2 separate regions of the Sus scrofa genome follow, and region 2 is linked to region 1. Evidence: chromatin contacts called from public promoter capture Hi-C data. All regions are on one chromosome and are shown on one strand. The core of a region is the stretch at or near the end of the contact, and the rest is flanking DNA. Distances in the headings are between cores, read along the strand shown.

Evidence for each region. Promoter capture Hi-C pulls out the DNA fragments that hold promoters and counts their contacts.
Region 2: a contact with region 1 is called in a promoter capture Hi-C map of fetal liver, with 2.8 times the contacts expected there. The contact joins the enhancer-like site here to the promoter of ENSA in region 1. A contact is called at or near these places in 2 of 5 promoter capture datasets (fetal liver and liver), 3 of 47 Hi-C or Micro-C datasets (embryonic fibroblasts, fetal heart ventricle and heart right ventricle) and 2 of 2 datasets of contacts at active chromatin or transcription factors (alveolar macrophages and skeletal muscle).

Annotation. Positions count from the first base shown.
Region 1 is chr4:98,526,537-98,531,812 of Sscrofa11.1, forward strand. It overlaps ENSA (alpha-endosulfine), which reads left to right and starts at 1,366. Exons shown (of 4, transcript XM_021089895.1): 1 at 1,366-1,565; 2 at 3,242-3,367; 3 at 4,758-4,924. The coding sequence starts at 1,512.
Region 2 is chr4:98,228,726-98,233,482 of Sscrofa11.1, forward strand. It overlaps MINDY1 (ubiquitin carboxyl-terminal hydrolase MINDY-1), which reads left to right. Exons shown (of 10, transcript XM_001929665.7): 8 at 1,201-1,392; 9 at 1,689-1,844; 10 at 2,100-2,631. The coding sequence ends at 2,180. It overlaps ANXA9 (annexin A9), which reads right to left. Exons shown (of 14, transcript NM_001243348.1): 13 at 4,100-4,222; 14 at 3,495-3,874. The coding sequence ends at 3,812. Among named protein-coding and RNA genes, the nearest start is that of ANXA9, 11 kb to the right of the region's middle. Within about 2 kb of position 2,691, at least 31 of the 83 cell types and tissues checked have an H3K27ac peak or open chromatin away from gene starts, as enhancers often do. A contact at or near this core is called in embryonic fibroblasts, fetal liver, liver and 1 more, where this site is marked.

The DNA of each region.
Region 1 (5,276 bases), core at 116-2,615:
GTTTTTGTTTCTGTTTTGGCAGGGACTCTGAACCTTCCTTTGAACCCCTATACCACTTTTATTAACAGTTTTATTTTAATGCTGACCAGACTTTGCCTCATATGATAAAAGCTGTGTTTTCTATGCTTCTCAAACTTTTCCATTAGAAGTATATCTAATTATACAGAAAAAATGAACGGAAAGCCCCAGGGCTGTCACAATAGGCTGCCTGGAATATTAATTTTTTTTTAGGGCCACACCCACTGCCCACGGAACTTCCTATGCTAGGGGTTGGATCCGAGCTTTAGCTGCCAGCCTATGCCACAGCCACAGCAATGTGGGGTCTGAGCTATATCTGCGACCTACACCACAGATCACAGCAACCCCGGATCTTTAACCCACTGAGTGAGGCTAGGGATCGAACCCGCATCCTCATGGATCCTGGTCAGGTTTGTTACCACTGAGCCACAACAGGAACCCCAAAATTAAATTTTAATGTGAATTTTTCAGTGTTATTATTAGACTGTTTTAATACTTAAATATGCTTTTTGACCAACACTCTAGGAAGATATGTCTATTTAACCTCAAGGATTTAGGGTACACCTGGCACTCTGTGAAAAACCTAACCCTCCCCACATGCCCACTAAACTAAGCTTTCTAGAGCAGACACTGCCTTACTACATATGTATCCCCTGTAAAAACAATACAGTGCCATCTACAGATGCTAAAAAAATACGGTTGAACTCTGACCCAGGATAGGTTAGCAAGTGTTAACTGTATTTACTAAATGTTTACCATGTACCTAGACATTTGTTGTTTCAAAAGAAGCTTATTCTTCATGGGACGACCCTGAACAAGTAAAAAAAACTGTACATAAAAGTAAAACCACGGAATGTAAGCCATCTGTGTTCTGCAAGGCGACTCAGTCTCTCCACATGGCAAGTGACACACTGGAGTAGTGTGGAGTACCACTTTAAAGTCCACTCTGACCTCTAAATTAATTTCTGGAGATTGATCATTTTCTGCTAACACTGAGCAAAGTTTAATCCTCTTTAACTGACAATAAAAGGCTTACATCCTCTCGCCCTGCATTTTGAAGCCCAGCAAAGCCTACTGCGCGCGGGGCGGTGGAGCGGAGGAAGCCTGACCCCACCAGAGCAGCAAAAAAAAAAAAAAAAAAAAAAAAAAAACCTAGCCGTACCGCCCCCTAACAGCCCCCACGGGTTTCCAATTGGTCCCTGTGGTTCATTCCCTTGGCAGATTGGCCTTCCAGCTTGCCCGTCGCTTCCACAGACCCCACATTTAGCTAGCAACTATTGGTAGATCGTTACGTCATTGCCCCATCTATCCTGCTCCCATTGGCTCGCACATGAAGGGGCGGTCATAACGTCACAGGCAAGAGCCGCCATTTTGACTGAGCAACCCTAGTGACAGGAGCCGAACAAGCCGCGCAGGTTGTCCCGTGTCCCCTCCCCCTTCCCTTCTCCAGTTGACTTCCCGGGTCCCCTACACTCCACAGTCCCGGCCCCGCCATGTCCCAGAAACAAGAAGAGAACCCTTCGGAGGAGACCGGCGAGGAGAAGCAGGTGAAATGGAGGGGGTGCGGGCGGGCAAGCTGGGCGACCGTGATGGGGCGGGAGACGATCTCCCACCGGTGCGGATTGGTCGCCATGGTCTCCGGCTCTGCAGGGGTTGGCCGCTTCTTGCGTCGTGCAGGGTGAGCCTCAACAAGGCCTGCTGCTTTGGCGCTGGTTAGTTGGGTGGCTTGTCATTCAGTGTTGTAACCTTTCTGATTGGCCAATGGGTCTTCGGCTCAGCCCTTTGGAGCTGTACTATAATTGGCCGAGCCTGGGCGCGGGGCGGGTGTTTGGAAAGACTCGGTGAATGAAAGGGGGCTGGTGGTCCCAGGATTCTGTGTGTTACTGGTTAGTAGGGGTAAAATGACCCAACATCTAGGCAGGGGCCCGCATTCTAAATCCTCAGAAGATACAGGTCGAGGGAAAGAAGTTTAAAAAGGACCACATTGGGAGAAGGGAGAAGCGGAATTATTATCATGGCTAGTTTAAGACAGCAACTTTCTCGAGAGACCTATTTTGACCACTGGGGATGGCCTGTTGCCCACCTTCAAAGAAGACCGAATAAGATTGAAGAGGACTAGGGCTCTGAACAGAATCACGGAGGTTAATCCTAGAAAAGACACCGAGACAGTAATGACAAAGAAAGACGCCACAATATTCTCCCCAGACTTCCAACTCAGGGGGACTTAGTTCACCCGCAGTTATGCGATGAAAACACGTCAACCTCTTTGGAGATTTGTATTTGACATAACATTTAGTATTGGACTCGGGGATTCATGATATATACCTGGTGTTGTATCTGCCAGTTTTCCAAGAGAAGTGAAAGTAAATCCATTTTAAAAAGAGCCACAGATTGGCTTCAAATCTTTTTTGAAAAGTCACTAAAGAAAAGGGCAGCAGGGCCCACGAAAAGTAAGAAGAGTAACAACGCAGTAAGAGCCCCTGCAAGCTAATTGGGCTCTTGGCATGTTACCCAAACTTCCATCACTTGCCCCACTAGGAAAGATGTTGATTTTTTAGCAAAGCTGGTGGGTAAATGCTAGTGGACCTACTGTATCATGATTTTCCTGAAGTTAAAAACTGTCATTTTAATCCGTTTACTTGTCACCTTCCTATGACAATGTTTATGGAATTGCTGAAGCAATGCTGTCTTGTTACTAAGGTGAAGATTTCTGGAGAAGGCCACAGAGTTATGCTCCTCCAAAGAGAGACTTTTCAGATAACCAGCTTAGAAGGGAACATCTCAGGAGAGTTATCCACTTTGATATCCCATTTGACCTGTATTACGTGTTAGGGACAGCCAAGGAACTTTCCTGTTCATCTTGTATCACCAGAAGCCCTGCTAGCTTTCTCTCTGTCTTTCCTAGCTTCATGTTGAATGAGCTATGACTCGCTCCTTGATTCAAGTATCGTGCTTATATATTACCTTTAACCCAGTACTCACAGGTCACTGGTGTGGTTCCTTGGGTGTAGTGTGAGAAGGAGCATATCTTTCTCTTCTCACAATACAGTCATCTTGGGCTTTAGGGATTTGAACAAAGGTTAGCTTCATTTAAAAATAGAGTGGAGATAGCATATTTACAAGTGGGTAGATCTCCAGGAAAAGGTAAGAGTATAAAAGTTATCAGTATTAGAAGCAGTTGCTTCTCAGTGTTTAATTTTATTGGCCCATTTGTTTCCTCCAGGACACGCAGGAGAAAGAAGGTATTCTCCCTGAGAGAGCCGAGGAGGCAAAGCTAAAGGCCAAATATCCAAGCCTAGGACAAAAGCCTGGAGGCTCCGACTTCCTCATGAAGAGGCTCCAGAAAGGGGTATGGGGCATAATATCTTACCCTCTTTGGAGCCACAGAAAGCCTTAGGGATGAGACCTATGGACGTTGTAGTGAATACTGATTTGGAGGTTTTGTTTGGGGGAAGTAGTAGAGAAGAATTAGAAACTTGGAAAAACAAGGCAGATACTGTAAATACCTGATAAGTTATCAGCTATCTTCTGATCTCCCCTGTAGGAAATTAGGGCTTAATGTAGGGGCATTTGGGCACAAGGTTGGGGGAGTGAGGAAAGGATGTTAGAGTCTGGAATGCTGACAGTTTCCAGACATTTGCCTGTTTAGATGGTGGGAGTTTTAGGACTACACATTTAGGATTTGAGCTAAATTTTAGGATGCACCATTTCAGAAAAAGATCAGACCATCTGTCCTGCAGATTTCCTCAACTTGATATGAATAGCAGATTTCTTCAGACATTTGAAGAGATTTATTTTTCCTGTCCAGTGTGGTCCTTCTCACCAAGGGAGAATCTTACCCTCATAGCCATCTAGCTCCTGATCAGGTTTCTCAGTCCCCAGACGTACCTAAAGCTGACTAAGGGATCGTAAGTCATTAACCTGGAGGGTGTTTCTCCGTGAGGATGAAATGGAGAGGGAAACAGATCCCTGTGGAGAATCCCAGTTATTGTGTCTTAGTCACAGATGATAATGTGATGCTGATTTGCTGCTTACCTTGCTGTCGGCAAGGCAGGCGTGGGCAGGCTGTCACAGCCATGGAACATGTGTGGGAGTGGTAGGAGTCAGAGGAAAGTACATTATCCTCATGAACAAGCCCAGTTTCTATTCATAGTCTGAGAGAATAATTTTTAATTTTGAGGTTTAGTTTGAGACTGATCTGCTGATAGCCCCAGATCGACCCTTCTATGTATGTTACTCATTTCTGCTCCCACAACACCAAGCCCACTAGAGGCTAATAGGTCCTCAGTAAGCCTTTATGAATAGTCAGTAATTTGGTTGAACCTTCCTGTACTCGTGGGGCTACAAAGGATGTAGGAGCTGTCTCTTAACTCCAAAAATATGTACTCTAGCTGGGAAATTGCTTATATACCTGAGAAAGAACACGATGGGGAGAAGACAGGTGTTTGTAATTAATGCTAAGCTATGTATGTATGAGGTAAATAAAGACTTGAAAGGAGTCCCCTCATGACTCAGTGGGTTAAGGATCTGGCGTTGTCACCGCTGTGGCTCTCGTTACTGCAGGTTTGATCTCTGACCCAGGGGACTTCCACATGCCACAGGTGCAGCCAAAAAATCAAAAAAAAAAAAAGATTTGAAAGATCTGAGTGTAGATGAAGGTTTATAATGGATACGAGTCTCCTTGCTTTTGAGGAAGACCAGCGTGCCTCACTCACCTAAACCTCCCTCTTGTCTCTTAGCAAAAGTACTTTGACTCAGGAGACTACAACATGGCCAAAGCCAAGATGAAGAATAAGCAGCTGCCAAGTGCAGGACCAGACAAGAACCTGGTGACTGGTGACCACATCCCCACCCCACAGGATCTGCCCCAGAGAAAGTCCTCGCTCGTCACCAGCAAGCTTGCGGGGTAACCTGGGCCCCCTTCTCCTCCCCTTCCTCACCCACTGGACTTCTATATGTCATAGGCAGGGATGGAATGGGCACCTAGTTCTGTCTTCTCAGCTGGCTAGCCAGAAATGACTGGGAGTCTTCTGGGGGCTGCTGAGAAGGTAATGTGGGCTGAAGAGGGGCTCTGAGTTCACTTCTTTGGTTAAATTGGGATTTCCACACCCTCTCTATTGCCCAGGTAGGAGTTCAGAAATAGGACACTAGGCTTGGATAATGCTGCAGACTCTTTTTCTTTTGTATGAAAAGCTGGGGAGATGAGAGTTCTCGTTTTGGAAGAGAATATCCCAAAATTGGTTAGGCTCAGCCTTGGG
Region 2 (4,757 bases), core at 1,441-3,940, 300 kb before region 1:
GTTAGTTCTGCTAGCATCTCACTCCACGGGGAGTAAGCCTGCCATCCGTGGTTCAGGGAGTGTAAAACCTCTCCCAGGAAGGGCTAGTACAATTTTTGAACAACACTATAGTTTTCCAAAGCTAGCAGTTTTTTTTTGCTGTTGTTTGTTTTTTTCTTTTCGGCTTTTTAGGGCCACATCATGGGCATGTGGTGGTTCCCAGGCTAGGGGTCGAATTAGAGCTGTAGCTGCCAGCCTACACCACAGCCACAGCAACACAGGATCAGAGCCGCGTCTGCAACCTACACCACAGGTCATGGCAAGCCGGATCCTTAACCCACTGAGTGAGACCAGGGATCGAACCTGCGTCCTCATGGTTCCTAGTCAGATTTGTTTCTGCTGAGCCACAAGGGGAACTCCCTTGTGTTTTTTTTGTTTGTTTGTTTTTGTTTTTGTTTTTTTTTTTAATGGCTGCACCCAAAGCATATGGAAGTTCCCAGCTTAGAGGTCAAATCGGAGCTACAGCTGCTGGCCTACACCACAGCCACAGCAACGCCAGATCCAAGCTGTATCTGCGACCTACACTGAAGCTCAGGACAATGCCGGATCCTTAACCCACTGAACGAGGCCAGGGATTGAACCTGTACCCTCATGGATACTAGTCAGGTTTGTTACTGCCGAGCCACAACGGGAACTCCTCTAAGTGCTTTGGGAATTAAGTAGAAGAGGGAAGGATCTTTGGTTCTCAAAGCATTTATTCTCGTAACTATCATGGGAGCCCAAAAAACCATGGGAAGTAGGTAGGAAGCAGGATCTTGTGTGGGACCCCAGCCCTGAGGACTCCCTGCTTGACCACAGTGACTGCCATACTCACGCCCAGATAACCACGCACTTAGACAGCCCTTCCTTCTCCCCACAGGCACACATATTTAATAAAAGATCCAATGTGGAGTTCTCTTGTGGCACAGCAGGTTAAGAATCTGGCGTTGTAACTGCAGCAGCTCCGGTTGCTGCCATGGCACAGGTTCGACCCCTGGCCTGGGAACTTGCGCATACTGTGGGTATGGCCAAGAGGAAAAAAAAGATCCACGTGCTCACACTGACGTGTTCCAGCTAACAAACCGATTGATTCAAATGATCTCTGTGCATCTCTGATGAATTCTGGCCATAAGCTGTCTCTGTCACTTGTCCCACCAAGGAACTTTGTCCTCTTCTTTGCAGAGTCACTTGTACCTACTGGTCACTGACCAGGGCTTTCTACAGGAAGAGCAAGTGGTGTGGGAGAGCCTGCACAACGTGGATGGAGACAGCTGCTTTTGTGACTCTGACTTTCACCTAAGTCATTCCCTGGGCAAGGGCCCTGGAGCAGAAGGTGGGCGTGGCTCCCCAGAAAATCAGCGGCAGGTGGACCAGGTATGAGGGGACCTCTGAGGAGGGTGCAGAGCACATGTCCGTTCACCTCAGAGAGCTTTTTGCCATAGGCGAGCTGCCTGCACCTCATCATCTAGAGCCTGGAACATATGACTCCCATGCCCCTCTTCTCTCTCTTATCTTCAGACCCTCTCTACACTTGACTGTGTGTTTTGCTCTGAAGAGGGAGCTGGAGCATTGGAAGCTTCAGGAAATGCTGGTGTGGAAACCTAAAGCTAGCCTGGCTACCCCCCCACCCCAGGCTACCTCACAACTCTTGCTCTGTCCCTTCTCTCTAGGACTACCTGATTGCCTTGTCCCTGCAGCAGCAGCAGCCGCCACCTCAAGGCACATCGGGTCTTAGCGACCTGGAGCTGGCCCAGCAACTTCAGCAAGAGGAGTACCAACAGCACCAAGCAGCCCAGCCTGTTCCAGCACCGGCCCCATCGCTGCAGGTGGGCCAGCTGCGCCCTGCCCTTGGCGCTGCCCCTCGTGTGCCACCCCTGCTCCCCCTGGTCCAGATACTTGTTATTCCTGCTATCATCTCTTCACGGTTTCCCTCTGGGCCCTTCTCTGTCCCTCTTCCCTGGGTCCCTTCCTGTCTCTCTCCCCACTGCCCCTCCTGATCCTGATGACCCTGCTTCCATCTAGAATCTTTGTTCTGTGCTTTTCTATGGTTGCTGGATGACTGATGGTTAAATCTGATACAGGGAAGAGGAGCCACGTCTGGACGCCCAGCTGCCGAGCGTCGGCAAAGGCCGAAGCAAGAGTCTGACTGTGTCCTCCTGTAGCCCCACTCAGTGCCAGGCTGCCTTGCCTCCGCGTTCAAGGACTGGGGCTATTTCGCTCGCTTCTCTAGCTCAGCTTGAGATATGCAGGGTAACTTATTTATGGAATGTTGGGGATTTACCAGGCAGTAAATGCCAAGGTCAGATTTAGTGATATCCTTGCCTTCACATGCTGACTCCTCTCAACCATCCAGGGCCACACTGGGGTTGGTGGGGTAAGGATTTCTGATTCCCAGTTCCCTTTGCCCAACACAGTCACGTGAATATACACTCAGGCTCCAGGGTGAAGTCTCTGTCTCCACACATCTCCCTTACTTCCCACCCCTGACTGGCTGGGTCATCCTGGCTCTCCTGCAGGCCCCTCTGTATCTGTTTCAGGGTTTGAGTTCAGTTTCTAACTGCATTATTTGTAATGCCTTCCTAGGAGTTTGGAAATAAAACTTCTTTCCTGAGATCTGTTGTTTGCCTTACCCTACAGCTATGGGGTTAGGTATTTGACCCAGTTGAGGAATGCAAAAGGGGAGGGGACGGGAAAAGAGGCCAGAGAGGGTGGCCTGTCATTGCTAGTAGAGCCAGCAGGGGGAACCAAAGCCTGCTTTTTCCTTTTTTTGTTTTTGTGTTTCTTTTTTTCTTTTTAGGGTCACATTTGAGGCACATGCAAGTTCCCAGGCTAAGCATTGAATTGGAGCCGCAGCCGCAGGCCTACACCACAGCCACGGCAATGCCAAATCCGAGCCTCGTCTGTGACCCACACTGCAGCTCACACCCATGTCAGATCCTTAACCCACTGAGCGAGGCCAGGGATCAAACCTACATCTTCATAGACACTAGTCGGGCTCTTAACCCATTGAGCCATGATGGGAACTCCTTGTTTCTCTATGTTTGCTAAATCTTCTTTTGGAAATAGTACTGTAAGTGGGGAGGTGGGTTTCCAAGTCCCCATTTTGGACAGATGAATTTGGGGATTGTGCATCCTGCTAACCCAAATCTTTCCAGGCAGGGGAGGGATGGCTTGATTCTCTGCTTGCTTCTCAGGTCCTACAGATGGTCTTTTGCTACCTCTAGCCATTTCTGACCTCGTTGTTGTTCCTGGTTCTCAGTTATTTTGCCTGAAATTTCCTGGGAAAGAGAAAATAATGGAGCTGAGAAGAGACACGGAAGGGAAGGTGGTTGTTGATAACTGCAGTCTCAAGTCTCAGACGGGATTCCTGTTGAATATCCAAGTGCACATCAAAGGCATCTCCAACTTCAAGGCCTGCTTCCAGCCCTGTCCCGCTCCACCCAAACTTCAGTCAGGGAACACAGATGACAGTGAAGTTTGCCAAAAGAATTCAAGCATCAGTGAGATGTTCTAACCAGGATAAAGAAGGATGAGTAGGGCAGAAACTGTCAAAGAGAGCCCATTATCCCGCACCCAAGACAGAACGGGAGGACCCAGGTGTACACATCAATTTGAGATGAAGGCAATTGAGATGTAAAAGAAACATCAAGTTCCAGCCTCCACGAGAAGCTGGAACGTGGGGTGCTCAGTGAAGGGTTATCTTATTTAGAGGTCCAGTTGGTCTCCTGCAGCCTCAGCCAAACTTGGGAATCTCAGACCCTTGAATGCCATGTGCAGATGGGGCAGAGACGTCTCAAAGGTCTTCCGCCCTGCACAGAGCTAGTAGGGCTGATCGGCAGTCCCCTTTCACTGTGTCCTGCAGACCAGAAAGTCAAGTGTTAGAAAGACCCACTACCGCATGGCTCAGGTACTGCATCCTCTCCCTTGTACTGGTCCAGAGCTTGTTCGGTGCCTGGAATCTTGTACTAAATTAATCAAAGATTCATGAGTTCTCCAGGGCATGAATATGCTCAGCTGTGTGTAGGGTGGAGGTAACAGGTGAAGCTCTGGGGATCCAGGTTAAGAACCAGGCAAGTCTCACCTGGAGGGAAGAGTAGAGGGACTTCCCAAATTTCTTTTTGAACTCAGCTCGGATACTCAGAAGATCAGTCTCACTTCGAGAAATAAGGATGCGCATCAGGACTTGGTAATTGGGCTCAGTTTCCTGGTAGAGGGAAGAAACAGAATGGGGAGGTGGTGGTAGTGCAAGTTTCAGAGTAGGGATTGGGCTGCACAGTGAATTATTCTAGGGAGTGGTGATGAGGAGAGAGTCAAGGGAAAAGAGAGTATACATTTTCTAGGGGCCAGAGTTATCTTTGTCCATCCTCAAGGAAGATGATGAGGCAGGAAAGATCAGTTGCTAGGGGGGCAGCTGGAATATTACTCATCCCCTCCGGGTCTTTCCTGGCCCTGCCCCTGGCTTAGAGCCTAGCTTCAAAGGCAGGTTATAGGAAACTTGCTACCTATAAAGACTCACAGCATGAAATCCAAGAAAACCTTTTAACTTCCAACTTAGTAAAGGTCCAAGGAGGATACACACACTCTACCCCAAAACTGAGCTGATGGGGCTCCAATAGGGAGCAGGGTCGGTAGCTTCCTATTCTGATCCTGACTCACCAGGGCCGCATTGCATCCCCATCTTTTTTTTTTGGCCATGCCCATGGCATGCAGTTTTCCAGCCAGAGATTGAACCTTCATCA